Linked DNA regions of Ctenopharyngodon idella: region 2 is linked to region 1. A link is a contact called in public Hi-C data. All regions are on one chromosome and are shown on one strand. Each heading gives the region's core, a stretch centred on a gene start, on an enhancer-like site or on the middle of the called end of the contact. The rest is flanking DNA. Distances are from core to core; before and after follow the strand shown.

Region 1 (3,725 bases), core at 889-3,388:
TGGATATTGCTGACTGTACATATTGGTTATCACAAACTCTCCTGAGCCTTTTATCGAAGACCTCTAATGATTTATGCTGGACTGGTTGGTCCTGTTTCATATGGGCCTTGTTGTGCATGGCAATGTGACTCAGATGAAAATGCAGCTTACTGAATGCAGTGAATGATTTATTGCAAGGCCTACAGATCTTTTGGGTTTCCTGCTTCCCTCATCTGATGGATAATAGGAGACAGAGGAAGAGAGGTTTAATGTCTTTATAATGGTGCTTCCAGTAACAGAGTGCATTGATAATTCATGCCAGCAGCAGGCCCCCCTTTTTTTCATGTGCCACTATTCTTTGTTTTACCAGCAGGGGCACCATTTTGCTGTCACATAAAACAGGGCCCATATACTTTCTCTAATTTTCTCATAAATTTCTACCAGACTTTGTGCTGTTTATCATCACTTTGCATATTTAATTTGCGTTGTTTTGGCAAGAAGCTGTTCATTTTACAATGCACGGTTTCTGATGTCCACATTTTGCCAGTCATTCTCGTGTTTTCCTTATTTAACTACCCTAACAGAATGGAATTTTACTGAAGATAAATTCCAACCCTAAAATGAGTTTTCATGAAATATTCACTGGCCAATCCAATCCACCATTTTTAAAACAAAAACAGCCTACATTAATCTTAATGATCATGACATTTAAAACAAAGAACAATTTGCCATATATAATAAAGTCAAGGCAAGTCAGTTTATTTTCAAATATTCTAGCGCTTATACAAAACATATTGTGTGTGTGTGTGTGTGTGTGTGTATATATATATATATATATATATATATATATATAAATGTATAAATATTATATGATTAATATTATGTATTTAGTTCTTATATTATATATATTATATTATATATAGTTATATATACAGTTTGCATGTATAATGTATATATTTATATTTAATATAGTGTATAAATATTATATGCATTAATATAATGTATTTCTTATATTATATATATATTACATTATATATACAGTTTGCATATATATATATATAATTGTATATATAATGTATAATATATATATATATATATATATATATATTATGCATTAATATTATGTATTTAGTTCTTTTATATATATATATATATATATATATATATATATATATATATATATATATATATTATACTACCGATTTATACAAAACAGATTATTATATATATATATATATATATATATATATATTTAATATTTATGCATTAATATTATGTATGTAGTTCTTATACATATTATATTATATATAATGAATACATATATTATATCATATATAATATATAAATGTATAAATATATAAATTATGTATTATATATATATATATATATATATATATATATATATATATATATATACTGCATATATATATTATTGTGTTTTGGTAAGGCAGTAGACATTTTGGCCCTGCATTATATCAGTTGGAGACTAGTGTCCATGAAGAATAACATCTGCATCAAATAATGGCCCTTATTGCTTTGCCAGGTGATGGATGACATTTCCAAATAATCCAATCAAACCAATTTAAGTTCAATTCAAGTCTAGCTAATTCTTCATTATCTTCTCAGTGCTCTGAATGGGTCAGGCTGTAAAGTGAATTACCATCATTACAGCCACTATTCGCGTGAGGATCGATAAGGCAGGTGGATATCAGAGGAAATGACGGCACAAAGTGTTTCATGTTCTCTCCTTATCATCCGGGCACTTTCCATTGTAAAATTTTACACATCGACTGCCTCTGTCTGCCAAATACTCTGATATCGATGACATGTGCATTTCTGAAATTCTGAACTTTGTCTATTTATTGTTTTATTATACATGTATTTATTTATGAATTGGCTGAGATGGTGTTAAAATAAATTTGGGAAATAACGTTTTAGGCGGCATAATATTTTAGGAAAGCACATTTTCTAACGTCCATTGACCTTTTTGTGATCTGGATTTCTTGGAAAACTGCACCAGGGAACTCGGCTGGACTGCTGGAGAGGATTCACTGACCACCTCGAGCTTTACCTCTCACGGACATGCGCACAAGAGGGGCGGGGGGTGGAGGGGGGTGTTAAGGGGCGGGTTTGGGTATATAATACTTCTCTCACAGAACTTTTGCCTGTCGCCTGATTTTTGGGACAGCTCCACACAACATCCTAACACCAACTGGGGAAACTAAACAGACCTTTTCAACCAAATACAACAAGACCGCATTTTTTTACGTTGTCATGGAGGACCAACTAAAACATCATTCTGTTTGCCATACCTGCTTGAGAACAGACAGCTTCATAAACAAGGTAAAGAAAACCTTTTAACAGCCTTTAGGACATATCTGGAGATGATTGCATTAGTAAGACTCTCTTAATTAATTAGAAAAATATCTAACGTTGTTATTGGCTTGAAAACAAATATCAGAAATTGACACGTTCGGAAAAGGAGAGAGATTTCTTTTGCAACGGATATGTTTTTGACACTCGTAACTGCTAACAGCTCTAAACATCTTGACAGCGTTAAATGTGGAGTACTATAAGGTATTATACAAAATACCATTATGAATTACCGTAAAGCTGATTTGGAAATGTATAGTAAAGCGCTTTACAAACAGAAATGTACTTGACACTTCATTCAGGATACGCGCGCACGGGAACGAAGTTGCGCAAGGGGGCGACAGCACTTTAAATGAGCTGGGTTTAAGGAAATTATATGCTGAGTTGTGAGGAATGAGATAGCTGGGTATATTGAACAGCCTTGCAACTTGTTGAACGTTGTGTAAGAGTGTAAATGAGGAGATAAAAGCTCTTTTCGATTCGGATAATCAATTCATCTGCTAGCGTTAAGCAGATAATTAAAAAGTCGATGCATGCATGTAGAATCCCAGCGATTTTAATGCACTGAAGGACTAGTGACTGATACCAAAGGAAGATCTTTAAGATAATTGATCAGCTGGTCTTTAGACTGTAAAATATCATCTTTTTAGTGAAAAATTAAACGCATTACTACAAAATGCACAATTTTCCAGTATTGCATTTGGTGAATTCAATGCATTGAAGAAGTCTGACCTCTTTTTTGTTGCTTAAACCAACGTGCATGAATAGAAAAAACATGCATGCAAGAATAATTCCAGTGCTTTACATTGCCATACTGGTTTTGACCATGTGATCAAGCAGATGGCTATGCATGCAAACAATGTATTGGATTACTAAATTGAATGCCTCGAGGAAGCTAATAGTTCAGTATTAAGGTATACACAAGATCTTTTTAATACAAAGATCAGCTTTGTACATTAAAAATGAAATGCTAAACTAAAACACATTATCTCCACAGGTCATAAAGATGTACTGGTCCATACGGATGCCCATATGCATACTGTTTTTAACCCTGTCTGCCTTCGAAGTGGCTTCAGCTGAAACGTTATGTGGTGGAGAGCTGGTGGACGCGCTACAGTTTGTGTGCGAAGACAGAGGCTTCTATTTCAGTACGTACATTTGCACATTTTTTTCTTTTTAGTTTGGAAACCCTTCCAATTGTATGTCACGAATGACCAGAGTTACGAGCGAAGTCTCTGCAGATTGTGCTGACTGGGCGCATTCTCTCGCGATATCTGTGATTGCATATGAAAGGGATGCTAAATGAGCCACAATGGCCTGGTTGTTTACTTGCACATTCCGCCAGGGAAAGTAATAGTACCCAAGTGGCATTC
Region 2 (3,725 bases), core at 516-3,015, 150 kb after region 1:
GCCACATGTGATCAATGATTTCTGATATGATTCATGCGCAGTCAGATCAAAATCATTTATTACGTTTTATGCGTCAGTAAAACAAGTCAGTCACTAAACGGTCAACTTCACATCATTTCTCTTAGTAGCTTGAAAGTAATCTGTTATTTAAATTGTGCTTACATTTTATACAGAAAGTGATCAAAGAACGCTCCCTTTATAATCGCTGGAGCTGTCAATCACACAGCGCTAGTTTATCAGTGACTGAGTTCTGGACTCTCGGCAAAACTCCCGTTATAATCAATGAATGACGCTGTCTATACTCTTATTTACATCATGAACTGTTAGTTATGATGAAAGCATTCATGAGAATGCAGAAATTGAGCTGCAATGACGAGATCACAGCATTCATACCCGCAACAGACTGTCTGTCATCGGATACAATGTTCCGATGTAGTAGATCTAAATATAGTGCTATAATCAACACTTTTCACGATTAGTTAATAAGTTAAATAGCTGTAATAGTAAAAACGTAGTACAAGTTTTTGAGAGAGTTCCACATGTAATACATATTTCATATGCCAATCACAGCAATGGGTGTTTACATTAAAGCCTCACAGCAGACACGCCCCTTCAAACAGAGAGCTAAAAATAAGGGGAGAAAATGGCCTTTTATTTCTAAATTATGAAAATTTTTGATGTAAAAATCATACTAGCTCTATAAGTGCACCTCAGGCAAAACTATAAAATAATAAAATTTAAAAACAAGTTCACAATCCCAATCAACTAATCAATAACACAACAGTGGCACAATTGGTTTTATTGATGAAAATGACGAAATACTTACTCCATAGGAATGCGAAACTGTACTGTATCAGGTGGCTGTTCTTTGCCTGGTCTGACCAGGGTCAGGTTGAAGGTGGGTCGGAATATTCTCAGCTGTGGGTTACCCAGCTGGTATAAAGGGTATCTGAACAAATGACAGAAATGACAAATTACATAAAATTTTATATAATATTATATATATATATATATATATATATATATACACACACACACACACACACACACATATATATAGAATTTTTTTTTATATCACACTTTTGGTATAAATATGTATATCTTTATCACACTTTTGGTAATGGTACATCTACCATGGTACTTAAACGATTGCCGTATTCATACCAAAGTATTTCCATGGTACTCAAGCAAACACTTCAAAGAAGAACACTACTATCATGGTACCACGTCTTAAAAATAAACTAGTAGTATTACCCAGATGTGGTGCTCAAAATGAATATAGCATTATCATGAATGATGGCATTATTCTTGTACCGGCATTATATCATGTCCAAAAACATGATATTGTCATGGCACCACGTTCACAAACATAGTATTACCATGGTACCGCGTCTTAAACATGGTATTATCATGGTACACGCCACAAAACATGGTAATACCATGGCACCATGGAAGTGCTTGCACTAGTAGTCCGACAAGTTGAAGTATTGTGTAAATCTGCACAGGTACACATTTTGTAATTTTACTGTTTTTTATACATAAAACATCAGTTTAGATGTGCACCATTAGATAAAATAAACAAACATAAAAACACTTACAATATACGTTTCGCCATGTCCTGTAAATGTTCTAAACGTCTACAAACACATGTGCTGTTTTGATTTTATTCAAGGTCCTCGAGCACTGCTGTGCTGTGAAAACTGCGCGGACAAGAGTCTGTAAATATTCAAAATAAAAGCCCTGTTTTTTCCACACTGTGTTCCAATGCTCTCGTTTATGGACTGGACAATGCTGTTAAAAAAAAACAATTGTGGAGTATTGTAATAGATGAGAGAATAAAATAAATACACGTTTAATATCTACTTCAAACTATGGATTGTGGTTATGAAAACGAGGACAAAAGTCAGTCTAGTTTTAAAGTAAATGTTCATGTTTATATTTTCTTTTTTTTTTTTAATATGCTGTTGGAACTTTTATTTTGATTGAAATGTCAAGACGTCATCTGACGTCGTTTGACCGTTCTCTGCTCCTTCATGTCACATTTCTATTTCCGCCTTATAATGAAAGTTTCCTCTTTAGACATTTAATATATTTCCAGAATCATGTAATATTTTTGTACAGATCTATAGAGATGCGTTCAAAATGTTCGAATTGTTTACTGGAATTGCACTTTAAAAATATTTTGGTTGTGTATAACAAATATTTGTTGTTCTGTCCCCGACTGGAGCTGTCCCTGGAAATGTCCCCGTTTCACAGCCAGTTCAAAACACCCCGAAAACACACAGCAAAAAAAAAAAAAAACAATTGCCCGACAAACATGCTGGTGTAGCGGTTATTTTCACCAACAGAGGGGGCTGCAAACTACACTGATTACTTGGTTGGTCACGCGCCTCTACTTAATCAGGGTAGTCACATAAGTATTCATGCTAATTAAACTGTTTGTATGTACTATTTAACAGGCTTTGAACAGGGTGAATAAATAATGCATAAATAATAAAAAAATAATCAGCTAAACAATTACATTTGCAACAATTACATCTGCGGAAAGCACGTACTTTGTGCTCAAATCGAGGCTATACAAAATAATGGATGGGTCACTCCTACAGTTTGTTGGATTTTATGTCCCCATTAAACATTGCTGCATATTTTATATAGGCCTAAAATGTTAATCAACTTTAAAGCCAGATGGTTTTCTAGATGTAGCCTACCCCATTAACACAAATTCATGTTGTGTGTGTGTAAATATATATATATATATATATATATATATATATATATATTTACACACACACAACAGGGCTGCGTTCAGCCCCGATAAAACGTTGCAAAACGTTTTTTAAACAGAAACGGTGGTGCGTTGAACACCCTGTTCTGATGACGCAAGAGTTGTAACTATGGCAGCTGAGAAGGCCATTCTTTGTATTCTTTTTGAAGAATTTTCAGAGCCTGATGAAGTCAGTATAAATACGTGTTTAATACAGCAAAATACACTCAATGTTACAGTCACTGCCCTTGCTGTCCAGAATAAAAGAGAACACATTTGTAAACGACTTTACTTGGACCTATTGTGCGAGCTGTCTCTTTAATACCGTGTGGTTTATATACATGTTGATGCTGATTGGGCTAACATTTTTGACACACCCACCAAAGAAAACGTATCTCAAACCCGGCTGCACACTGTTTCCAGAAAACATGTCGTTCAACCCGGAAACCGTAGCAAAACGTTGTGCACCGGTTTGAGCTTGAACGTGCCCCAGTTCTTTCTGGTTCTCGAATCTGATTGGCTGATAGCCATGCAATATTTTAGTGATAAGAGCACTCATACCTTTTCACCGTTTTGTATCACTCCGCTTGAAGCGACTGTCATGGCAGCCGAGCAAATCTACTGTAATTTTTGCAAATACTACACTTGTACCACAAACTGTTGTTTTAAAGGTTTTTTAGGCGAGAATGTAGTTGTTTAGACCTGAAATATGTGACTCATATTTAATCATATTGCCTATTTTACAATTTGTTTAGACATTTTCGTAGGTGCAAGCTCCAGGCCATCAGCGGCCATTCAGTGCTCATGTACCCGCCGAGAACAGCTTCATCTTGGCCAGTGCTTTGGGGATTTGCCGCTGTGTCTTACAGTGGTTAAACATGAGATATAATTCATTTGGGGTACATAAAACAGGCAATCTATGGTCTTAGTAATCTATTACTTGTTCCAGAGCAAATCAAAT

What was found. Hi-C and Micro-C count contacts between places; a contact is called where the count stands out from the background.
Region 2: a Hi-C map of muscle shows a contact between it and region 1, with 7 times the contacts expected there. The contact joins the promoter of mrpl23 here to the promoter of igf2b in region 1. A contact is called at or near these places in 2 of 2 Hi-C or Micro-C datasets (both in muscle).

The regions. Positions count from the first base shown.
Region 1 is chr24:22,143,585-22,147,309 of HZGC01, forward strand. It overlaps igf2b (insulin-like growth factor 2b), which reads left to right and starts at 2,139. Exons shown (of 4, transcript XM_051884190.1): 1 at 2,139-2,322; 2 at 3,350-3,500. The coding sequence starts at 2,254.
Region 2 is chr24:22,296,545-22,300,269 of HZGC01, forward strand. It overlaps mrpl23 (mitochondrial ribosomal protein L23), which reads right to left and starts at 1,766. Exons shown (of 5, transcript XM_051884730.1): 1 at 1,599-1,766; 2 at 827-949. The coding sequence starts at 1,615.